Linked DNA regions of Sus scrofa: region 2 is linked to region 1. Evidence: chromatin contacts called from public Hi-C data. All regions are on one chromosome and are shown on one strand. The core of a region is the stretch at or near the end of the contact, and the rest is flanking DNA. Distances in the headings are between cores, read along the strand shown.

Region 1 (5,752 bases), core at 2,723-5,222:
AAAAACCCAAGGAAACAAACAACAACCACCCCCCCAACTAAATTTGACAAAAATAGTTGTATTACTAATGGTCACTTCTATTTCTAACTGCCTTATGTAGAGAGCATTAAGACATTTAGGCACTTGTTTTTTCCCCCAATACTGTTCTTTCATTTTAATCTACATAAAATTGTTTAACACTAAATATGAAAAATGTAAACTTAATTTTCCCCATCAAAAAAAATTGTAAGATCATATTTTTCCTATTCACCTTAAGAACACAACAAGTTCCTCCCAGGATGGAGGCTCTTTTCACTATTTTGACTTTCTCTCTCTCTTCTCTCTCATTTTCATTTCCTTTTCCTCTTCTCAAAACATTTTACCATAAATAAATTAAAAGGAAATAATTAAAATCCAGTTGATTTGTAAGCCCTGTTCATTGAACAAAAAAGAGAGGGACAGAGAGAAAGAGAGACTACTGAAGCAGCAATCTGGATTGCCCAGAACCAAGACTGGGTGACTGGATGTTTTTGTTTGTTTGGGTTTCTTCTTCTTCGTCTTCTTCTTCTTCTTCCTTTTCCCTGATCTGGGAGGGGAGATGCAAAAGTGGAAAGAGTTGGAGAGAAGAGGGCACTAAGCTTGAGACTGTGGTTGGTTTTGAGTTTTTAAAAGATATTTATGAAAGTTCACCATTCCTTTATGCGCAAAGAACCCCAGAAACAAGCTGCAAAAAAATGTTCCTGATTTCTATTTACAAGTGTCCCTAGTCGCTGCTTGAGGCCCCATTCCCTCCCCTCTTAGGACCCTAAGTCCACCAGACTGGAGGTGAGGGGGCCCAGCAGGGAGTCCTGGAGCTGATGCTGGTGGGCTTGCAGGCCGTGGGTGGGCTGCGAGGCCGTTAAACCCGGGAGGGAATAGTTTGAGCTCCTGGCGTGGCCCATATTGCCCTGCAGCAGAAGGACCGAGTTCTGGTCTGGACTTTGGGGAGGTGAGAATTCTTCTTCTGAGCTGGACATGAGCGGCTTTCCCCCTTCCAGAGGAGAGAGTTGATTCTGCTTGTTGGAGGAGGAGTTATTGTTTTCGGTGTTCTCCCTAAGAAATAGAGGACAACACCATATGGTTAAAAAAAAAAAAAAAAAAAAGTTAAAAAAAGTGTGAGATGGAGGGAGGAGAACTAGGAGTAGGAAAGGGCCATTGAGCAATCAGTCATTGACCCAAATGGAGGATCTCTGCCCTCTCACTCATCCCCAAGGGCCCTGGGGAAATGAGGAGGCAGCAGAGACTTGAGAAGGGGAGCTAAAGGGGAGCTGGGTCCTTACCTCTTCCAGATTTTAGAAAGCCAGATCAGCAGAGCTTATGTGCAACACAAAAATTACTTTAAAATTTTTGTTCAAGCAGTTATTTTTAAATACCTATCAACAAGCACGCATTTAGAAGTCACTAAATGTGAACAACTTCCAACAAATGGTTGTCGGTGATGAAGAAAATGATCAGGGGACGAAGAGCGCCCAGTGCACAGATGTTTGGGCATGAATCAAGTCAACTGTCCTGTTCCCATCTGAGGAAACAATTAACTGACAAGTTTTCCCCTGCCCCTGCCCGGAGGTTGTGGTTTCAGAGACACAGGACAGGTCATGGGAAGTGGTGTCCAGAGCGGCCCAGTGACCTGAGTAAACACACAGGGAGCGCAGCCAGTCTCTCCGATTTCATCAGGGAGTGGGCCCTCGGGCCTGACTTAAAGGACGGACGGCCGTTTTGCAACTAACGTCTAACTGGAATTGTACTGTCCCTGTTCCCGTGTTACTGGCTCAGTCCTCCTTGCCTCGCGGCCCTTTCCCAAACTCCCTGAGGACATCCACAGCAGCGCACCCTTTCCGGGCGGGGGAACTCCACCACCCCGCAACTGCGGGAGCCGGCGCGCCGCACCGGGCGTCAGTCCGGGCGCTGGGTGCTGGTAAACCAGGGCTCTAGGGCTCTCGCCGCTTTTACCTTAAGAGCGCTCGGCCTCCTCCCCACTCCCGGGCCTGCGGTCTCTCCCACTCCCTCCCCACCGGTCGCAGTCTCTCTCTCTCCCAGAAAGCCTATTTCAGTTGAATTTATCCAGACTTGGCTTTTCCGCCCAGAGGGGAGCAGGGCGGCAACATCTTCGGCCCCCAGGCTCTGAGGCGAACAAAAGAAACCCGGCCGACCCGGGCGCTCAGGTTTCGCGCAACCTGCTCGGCTCCCCGGAGTGCTCTCCCCACCGCCGCCTCCCCCACGCTCCTCCGAACCTCGAGCCTCGGTCGGAAGCGACAACACCCGGCTGGAGCCCGGCCAGGTGGCCGGGATGCTGGCGCGAGGAGGGCAGAGGCAGAGACAGATAAAGAAAAGATTGCCCTCTGAGCTCCAGGGCGAGAGAAGTATGAAACTGGGCATCCCTGCCTCGCCTGGGGCGGCAGCGGCGAGGACAGCGGACAGACTTGCTGCGCCCGCCGCCTGGCCACCGGCGAGGAAGCCAGCGAGGAGCGATCCATTCTGGGCTTGAGGCGCCTGGGAGTACATGCAACGGTAACTCGCCCCAAACTCTTGATTTCTTTTGAAAGATTCCTCCTTTTGTACAATTAGTGCGGGATGAAGCGACCTCTGGCCCAAAAGACTACAAGGAGAGAGCGAGTGCAGGACGAGGCGGGAGGGGAGACCGAACAAAAGTTTCAGCCAGCTCCACTCCTCCGGGGAGCAAGAGGAAAAAGGCTCGAGATCCTCCCTCCCTACTGAATCCCTTTCCTCAAGATCACACCTTCCTTTCTAATTTATCTAGAAACCCATTCTCGACCCGTCACTCCTGGCCCCCGCCAGCCTGGGAGGCATGAAAAACAAACCTAGCGCCAACATTTCCCGACACTCACATCCCAGGAAACCCACGCGCGGATGCTCAAATCAGAGGAGCCCCCCATCCCGAGCAAGCGATCTCAGAGTTCATGAACTTTCGCCGCAGGGCCGCGGAGGCCCGGGCGCCGCCCCGCGGACTGGCTCAGGCAGCAGGGACCTTTGCGGTGGCTGGTGCCTGGGGCGGGGAGGGGGGTGGGCGGGAAGAGGCGGAGAGGGAGAGGAAGGAAGACTTCCCCGGGTCCCCTGATTGTCAGGAATCACACCCCGTACCTTTCCTTGGCCTCGGCGGCCCGGTCTCGTTGCCTTCGGTTCTTGAACCAGTTGCTGACCTGGGTGGTGGTGAGGCCGGTGGCCTCGGCCAGCTCCCGCTTCTCACGCGGCGAGGGGTAGGGGTTATGGGCGTACCACTCCCGCAACACGCCCCGCGACTTCTCCTTGAAGCAGTAGCTGGTCTCTTCGCCGTCCCAGATAGTGCGCGGCAACGGGAATTTTCGGCGCACCCGATATTTGCCCACCGCGCCCAGGGGCCGACCGCGCAACTTCTCAGCCTCCACGTAGTGCGCCTTCAGCCACAGTTGTTGCAGCTTGGGGTGGTTGTGAGGCGAGAACTGGTGGCTCTCCAGGATCTTGTAAAGCTCGCGGAAGTTGCCGCGGTGGAAGGCGACCACCGCCTTGGCCTTGAGCACACTTTCGTTCTTGTGCAGGTGGTCGCAGGCTGGCAGCGACCACAGGAACCTGCCCAGGCGCTCCAGGTTCCCACCTTGTTGCAGAACCTCGCACACGCAAGCCACTTGCTCCTGTGTGAAGCCGAACGATGGCAGCATCGACATGGCTGGGGCCTGCCGAAGCGCACTGCCGGAGCGCACGCGGCAGGGAGCAGAGCCGAAAAAGCCGGGGGCGGCAGCCGCTGGGAGGGGGGGGCGCGGCTGCTCCTAACCCCCTCCCGAGGCTTTATGCAGGCGGAAAGACAAGTCAAGACTTGGGGACGACCGGCCAAAGAAGAAAATGAGTAGGGCGCGCACTGGACAGGGAGCGGCCGGCTCACTCCGCAGCTTTTCGGGCCTCTCAGGCTTCGGTCTCCCGCCGGGTGGATGCTGCTCGTTGCCGGGGAACTTGGTTTCTGTTCTACCCGCAGCTGCCTTAAAGCGCGCAGTGTCCCCGGCGCGCTGATTGGCTGCGGGCGGCGCCTATCCGGGGCTGGCCAGCCTGCTCGCCGCCTGGCCGGGCCGCGAGGCCCCGCCGCCCCGCGCGGGGAGGGCGAAGCTGTGGAGCGGGGGCGGGTGGGGAGTGGTGGGAGGAGTGGGACCGCGAGAGGTGGGAAGCGAGATGGGGAGGGAAGAGGGAGAGGCGCTTCGCGGGGACCGGGGGCGGTGGGAGTGGGTGAGTACGTCAGGACCCTGCAACGTGAGCCCCCTCTGCAGTGTCATCTAAGGGCAGCCGCTCTCATCTCTGCACAAATCAATGACTCCAGACCTTCATATTCCCCTTCTCTTCCTCTGTACCCCTGTCCCCGTCCCTTGCAGACTCGCCCTTTCCCGGTGAGCTCATATTTAATTACCTTAATGTTGGAATGAATAAGTAATGGATTGATGAATAGCTTAGAGAACGCGATAAATAATACAAGAGCAAGCAGATCAGTGCTCCGGACTGCAGCCGCTGGAAGAATGGCTTCAGCTCTAGGAGCCAAACCTAATTTCTCCTCTCTTCCCTCCTGCCCCCACCGCCCTCCAAAGGACTTGAATACTCCCAACTGCAGAGTACTTCTCATGTTCTCAAAAGGCCGCTACTATTTGGGACAGCGCAAAGAGCTGTTTAGAGCATAGTGGCTGAGCAATTGCTGAGGGTTCATTTGTGATTCGGTATCTTAATATTCTATGCTTTAAGTCGGCAGGCCTCTGGGCTCAGTTTCCACATCTGAGCAGTTGCATTTTCCGAGGCCACCTCTGCTACTGAGGAATGCCGAGAAGCTTTACTTGCTATTAGCAAAAATGCCCTGGGAACTTCACACGAAAGGCGCTGGATGGGGTGTAAATTAAATAAAACTGTGTCCGGCTCCAATAGCCCTCCGGTTGTAATATAATCCTTGCCCTGTTCTGAGAGGGACACTGCCCTCAAAGGGAGGAGGACAGTGGCTCCAAGAAGATTAAATAAAGAAGTGTGTGTGTGTGTGTGTGTGTGTGTGTGTGTGTGTGTGTAGATTGCAATGCTGGCCTATTTTACTGCCAGAGAATGAGAGATGTCCTACAATTTCAGTCCCATCATCTGTTATTTTGTGTTTGTGTAGAGAATGCTTAGTAAAACTGTAATTATTTTAAGCCTCATTTGCACACCTTGTTCCAAAGCAATTATTAAAAAGATTTTGAAAACAATTAGCATCTCTAAACAAAGATAATCTATTGTCAGTAGCTGAGACTGGCAAGAGATAAGAACAATGCAAGGAGATAAGGGGAGCCAAAGGATAGAAAGATAGTGACTTTATGGCTCTAGTTAACTCTGATTAGATAAGTTCAAAACAGAATTTTAAGCACATTTCAAAAATGCTTTTGACTTAAATGTGTCCTTTTAGTGACTGTGAGGAACAAACTCTAGATTCTTTAAACTTGCTTGTCTTCTTTAAATCTGCAAGAGCTCAGCACCACCGAACAATTTACATATTGAGACATAAGTGGGAGTGGGAGGAGAAGCAATGTGTGGGTTTCTCCTTATATTATTTATATGGTTTTAAAATGATGCACCCAGTCCAGTGCACCCTGGAACGTGCATTTTAAAATCATAAAAGGTTTCCACCTCCTAGCTGTCTCTGGGGAGACTCTGAGTAAGACACAAAGCTGCTTCTCTGCTGATCTCCCAAACAATGCATTTTGCGTCTTTGAAACCCTGCAGTATCCTGTGCAATTAGACCTTG
Region 2 (5,455 bases), core at 2,795-5,294, 58 kb after region 1:
TGCTGAGTTAGCCGAAGAACTCTGGAGAACTTTGAATTCCTTCACATCCTGGGAGGTAGACCCCAGTATGTCAGTCATGGATATACCATTGCTCACAATGTTTGATGCCATTTTGGGTGGATTCAATGACACTGTCTGTGTATTTCCCACACTTAATCCATTAAGGATAACTCCATTGGGTCCCTGAATGAAAGAATTACCATTAAGGAAGACAGGTGAAGTACTTGCAGGTACCAAACTTCCGTTCAACAAAACTCCAGAAGAGCTTAAAGATATTTTAGCATTTCCAATTTGTTGCATATAGACTGGCTCCATGTGACTGGAAAGGCTGAGGTTGGTAACACCATCGGATGAACCAGAGAGTGGATGAGGAGACAAATCTTCATGACCCTTGCTGGATTCATCTTCGGTGCTAGGATTGCCATCTGACTCACTGTATAGAGCAGGAGATTAAGATGTTCAGAAAGTCAGGGCCACAACATTCTACTTAGTGCCATTTGTTTAGAAAACCAGCCTCTAACCCCACGAAAGGCAGCATTTAAGGAAAGCACAGCAGGAAATCTTTTGTTTTGGCTATGATGCCTTTCAGCAGATTCTGACCAGGGATTCTGGGAAGATGAACTCTCATATCTCAATAATCTTTACTACTAATAAATTCAGGGTAAATCCAGAGGTCTGAAAGATGTAAATTCAGCTAACAGGATTTTCAGGAAAATTGTATGTATCTTTTTTTATAGCATTGAAATTATTTCTTACTGGTAATTATGCTGCTACCTATACCATAGAAAAAACGTATCAGAAGAGGTGGTCAGTTTTTTGGGTTAGGAACTCTTTCCCTTCCCCTCAAACCAATCCAGATTAGTCTGATTTCAGAGATAAATGAAACTGCCAAAGGAGCAGGAGGTGGGAAGTACTCAGTTTTGTTTGCCAGTTAGTTAACAAGAAATCATTTTCTCACCTGCTCCCAAACTTCTACTCCACCAGACTGACAAATGTCTCATTCAACAAAGTGGCTGTCCTTGTTGTAGGAAAAGCACTTTCAACCCAAGAACTGTTATGTGCAGTCGCCTTTGAATCCAAAGGAAGCCATAGGGGCCTATTTAACAAACATCATCCAGTGTCCTGGTGAGGTGGGAGGTAAAGGGTGTGGGTCACTCAGTGGCCTTGTACCTATCAGGCCCCTTCCCCAGCACCCTCAGCCCTGTTCTGTTCCAGACAGGATTGTGTTCCTCAGCTTTCCGATTTGGGGTGAAATACCAAATCCGGGGCGGGGTATTGGTGGGGGTTTCCCATTTGGTCTGAGCTTGGGAGAGAGGGGAAAAAAGGGGGGTGTTGGGCAGAGGCAGTTTGGAGCGCGGCGGGACCTAGCCCAGCAGAGGATCCGACATCCCTGCAGTGTCCGGCAGTCGGTTCGCTTTCATGCAGAGGGGAGGGGATTACCCGGGCTTTGGGCTGCGGGGCCAGGAGCGCAGAAAGCGCTTTGATTTACGAGCTGAGGCTGAGCCGCCGTCGCCGTCTGCAAGGGTGACTCACCGGGGGTGCGGGTGGGAGGTAGATCCGGAGAGGGGCCTCAGCCAGGCAACTGGGCCGGGGGCGGGGCGGTGTGTGCGGGGGGCGGGGGTCGAAGCTGGCAGAGTGTGGCGAGGCAGACCCTGGGAACCCGCCTTGCCGGCGGAGCGGAGGCTGCAGTCTGCGCCCGCTCCCCACGCCCCCTACCCCTTGCCCCGGGGATTCTGTTCGCGACAGGGCCCGCAGTCTCAGGCAGACGCCGGGTCAGGTGGCGTGGAGTTACTAATGCGTCTGCTCTGGGTCTCCCCGCAAGTCTGCGCCGGGGTGTACGCAGGTGGCAGTGCGCGCCTTGCTTTGGTTACCTGGAAGCCCAGCTCGGGCACAGAGCCTCCCTCCCTGCCTTGGGCGAGGAACGCCGGAGCCGTCGCTCCGGCCCCCGCAGGAGCGCATGGCAGGAGCGGCCCGCGCCGGGCTCTGGAATGCGCCAGGTGATCGCCTTCTCCCCGCCCGGCCGGGCTCCCCGGCTCCCAGATTCCTTCCCTTTACAGAACCTTCGAGCTGCTTTTGGATTCTTTCTCTCCTATGCCCGCGGGGCTGGAGACACCATCCCTTTAGGCGACCTTCTCCTTACTTTACTTCGCCCAACAATACACACAGACACAGAGACTAGGTGCCTGACTCAGGAAGACGCACAAAAGAGGTGGGAAGCCCGGTATTTTCTACCGGTTGGGGAAAAAAACACCTGGCAGTCAAAAAGTTCCAAGCCGCCAGGGTGGGCGCTCAAGGAGGTGCAGAGTGGAGAGCGCCCCCACTCCTTTCCCGTTGTCCGCCAATGGCTTGTCTGCGCCCACTCCCCCAACTACACCCGCCAGGAGGGAGCCACCGAGTGTTCGGGGCTGAGGAAGCAGCCCTCCAGCCCCACCACCCCAGCAGCGCTGAAATCCGAGACTAAGGAGTTCAGAATCAGGTTTCAAAACACCGCAGAGCAGAGCCGCACCAACACCCTACAGTTGCCGCGGCCGCGAAGGGAACCACAGCGGGCAGGGTGAATGATTAACTCTGTCATATAAAACCTCGACGTCCCCAGACCCCTTTCCGCGCCGCCAGCCGCCGCCAACTTTCCCCTCCCTCAGAGCGGCCACGGTCATCTTCAGCGCAGGCTCCGGGCAGCTGAACCCCAGGGGTCCCGGAGCGCGTGCGCGCGCCAGGCCGGTGTAACCCAGTGGAGGTGCAGACCCCGGCGGGCGCTGGCAACCTCCGTAGGCCGCCGGCGGCCACGAGAGCTGCCTTTCCGGCGCCTACACAAGCCCCTTCGCCCGGCCAGAACCGGGGACAGAGTGCCAACTTCAAAGCCAGCGGGATGGGGGTGGGAAACCGGGCAGCAGTGACCAGCCGCGGTGGGGGCGGGGATTGAGACCTAGGCGGGCGACGAGAAACTTCTTGGGGGAGGTGGGGGAGGGTAAAGAGTGAGGTTCTCCCGCCCCTCGCTACCGCTGCCCCCCCTCCCCCCGGCCGGGGAGAGAGGTAGGGGGCGGGGAGAGGTGGGCAGCCGGACCAAGCTGGTGGGGAAGGTAAGCGCCATGTTTGCGAGCACTTGGAGGAAAAGAAAGCTGGGAAGGGGGTGGGGGAGAGGAAGGGGGAGGAGGAGGAAAGTTGGCGCTCACCTTTTGGACTGGGTCTCAGAGGGGTTCCGATCGCGCTGCCGGCGGTTCTTGAACCAGTTGCTGACCTGGGTGAGGGAGAGGCCAGTGATCTTGGCCAGGTGCCGCTTCTCGGCGGGCGAAGGGTAGCGATTCTGCTTGTAGAGCTCCTTGAGCGCGTTGCGCGACTTCTCCTTGAAACAATACACCGTCTCCTCGCCGTCCCAAATGGTGCGGGGCAGGGGGAATTTCCTGCGCAACCGGTACTTGTCCACGGCGCCCAGCGGCCGGCCGCGGGCTCGCTCGGCCTCGGTGTAGCGTGCCTTGTACCAGAGCTGCTGCAGCAGCGGGTGGTTGGCCGATTCGAAGCTGTGGCTCTCGAGGATGCTGTAGAGCTCAGGGTAGATGCCCTGGTGGAAGGCCACCAGCGCCCGCGCCTTCAGCAGGCTCTCGTTGCCACGTAGCAGGTCGCTCTGGGGCAGGGACCACAGGAACCGGGCCAGGCGGTCCAGGTTGCCCCCCTGCTGCAGCGCCTCGCACACGCAGGCTACATGGTCTGGCGAGAAGGCCAGTGGGGTCTGCGCAGCAGCGGCGGCGGCGGCCACGGCGTGGTGGTGCCTGCCCAGAAGTTCCGAGTGGAGTTGTACCTGATCGGCCGCTGCTCCAGCCGCCGCCGCCGATACTGCCCCTTGCTCTCCGCTCACCCTGGCGGCGGCGGCCGCGGCGTCCCCCGGCTCCAGGGGAAAGGGGGCTGGAGCCGGGGGGCTCAGCCCCGCCGTCGCGCCCCCCGCCACTTCTCGGGGTGCCTCCTGCCCTTCCGAGGAGCTTTCCATCCCATTCTCCTGCTTGATATCCGCCGCACTTGCAATCTGCCCGGTGGGGGAGGAAGAGGACATTTTTTTTTTGTTGTTTATTTTCCTCCCTCCCTCACTCCCTCGCACTCTTTTCCTCTTTCTTTCCCCCTCTCTCACTCCTCCTTCTTCGTCTCCCTCCCCCCTCCCCCCCTCCGGAAAGCCCACTCCCTCCCTCCCGGTTTCGGCTGGATCTGGCCGATCAGGTTTCCCCCCGGCCACGCAGTCACCATTAAGATAGCTGCTAGAGCAAAGTAGTGTAAAAGGATAGCTGCTTTCTGCCGTTCCCCCAACGTGACTCCTCGGGTTGCTGCATACTATATGGCACTGGCGGCCGGGCCGGCCCGACCGCGCCACCTCATTGGCTATTTCACATTCAGAGGGAGGAGGAGACACCGTTTCTATCCCTGTCGATCACCCGCCTCCCACTCCACCCCTTGCCTTCCCCTCTCCCCCTGACCCCCAGGCACCTATACCTGAAGGGAGGCACCGACATTCTTTTCAGGCCCTGCTCCTGGGCGGGAACATGCCTAATGGGGCCTGGTAACTGGACAACAGACTCTTTCAGAGAGAGTCCCTACGATTCCAGAGGGAATATGAATTGTTGGGCATTAAGGTGCGGATGCTAAACTCTTAACAAAGAGACCACCCTCAGCATCTAGATGATAAAATTTCAGAGAACAATTCAGAAGCTTTCCTGGTATCTCTCTACTGCCCTTCACTCCCCTTTCTGATGTCTTTATTAAGGATTTTGCATTGAAAAGGGTCAAGAATAAAATGGCACTAGGGAATGCTCTAATGGGGAAGCATTTACAGGAAATTAAAATTCCAAAAGCGGGGGGTGGGGGGTGGGACACTGAAAATGGTATAAATAGCCCTCTAAGAAGATGAAAACAAGAAGGCTTCAAAAAAATGTGTTTAAGTCACTTGGAGGGCTGGCTGCCCAACTGAGTTGGTGATGCAACTAAGCATATAGAACTTTTAGCTATAAGTTTATCCTGGGTCAGCAGAGTGGAAGAGGTCTAAGCTTTAGATTATAGTAGCAACAGTATGGAAATTTAAATCTCCCAGATGAACCCTTTCAGTATAAGTGTATTAATTGTTTTTTAGAGATGATATTCCTGGTAGAAACCATCTCTATGTGCAGGTGTCTTGGAGTTCAATGCAGGATCAGCAGCCATTTCTACAGCATAAACAGATGGGAGACTGCCTTCTGGTTTGCCCTGAAGGGTTTGGGGGTGGAGTCTGATGCTTTTTGCAGTTATATCTCTTTGCTTCATGGTTTGCATGAGATCTTACCTCAAAAAAGGATGAACCCATATCTGCTTCTCTGATTAAGATGGTTCAGTTGAGTTTGTGTCTGGTACTCTTTCTCAAAATGCAGCATCTTAATGACATCATTCTAATCTTTAATTCTATGTGGACTTGTATTGTTTCTGCTTCCCAGTTACCCAG

Evidence for each region. A called contact is a pair of places that touch in the nucleus more often than the background predicts.
Region 2: a contact with region 1 is called in a Hi-C map of skeletal muscle, with 2.0 times the contacts expected there. The contact joins the promoter of SIX4 here to the promoter of SIX1 in region 1. A contact is called at or near these places in 17 of 47 Hi-C or Micro-C datasets (alveolar macrophages, brain, embryonic fibroblasts and 8 more) and 1 of 2 datasets of contacts at active chromatin or transcription factors (skeletal muscle).

Annotation. Positions count from the first base shown.
Region 1 is chr1:189,620,680-189,626,431 of Sscrofa11.1, forward strand. SIX1 (SIX homeobox 1) reads right to left here and starts at 3,973. Exons shown (of 2, transcript NM_001199718.1): 1 at 3,118-3,973; 2 at 1-1,071. The coding sequence starts at 3,677. The coding sequence ends at 777. It overlaps LOC106509125 (a long non-coding RNA gene), which reads left to right and starts at 2,250. Exons shown (of 2, transcript XR_001306416.1): 1 at 2,250-2,526.
Region 2 is chr1:189,678,334-189,683,788 of Sscrofa11.1, forward strand. SIX4 (SIX homeobox 4) reads right to left here and starts at 4,045. Exons shown (of 3, transcript NM_001244614.1): 1 at 3,174-4,045; 2 at 1-433. The coding sequence starts at 4,045.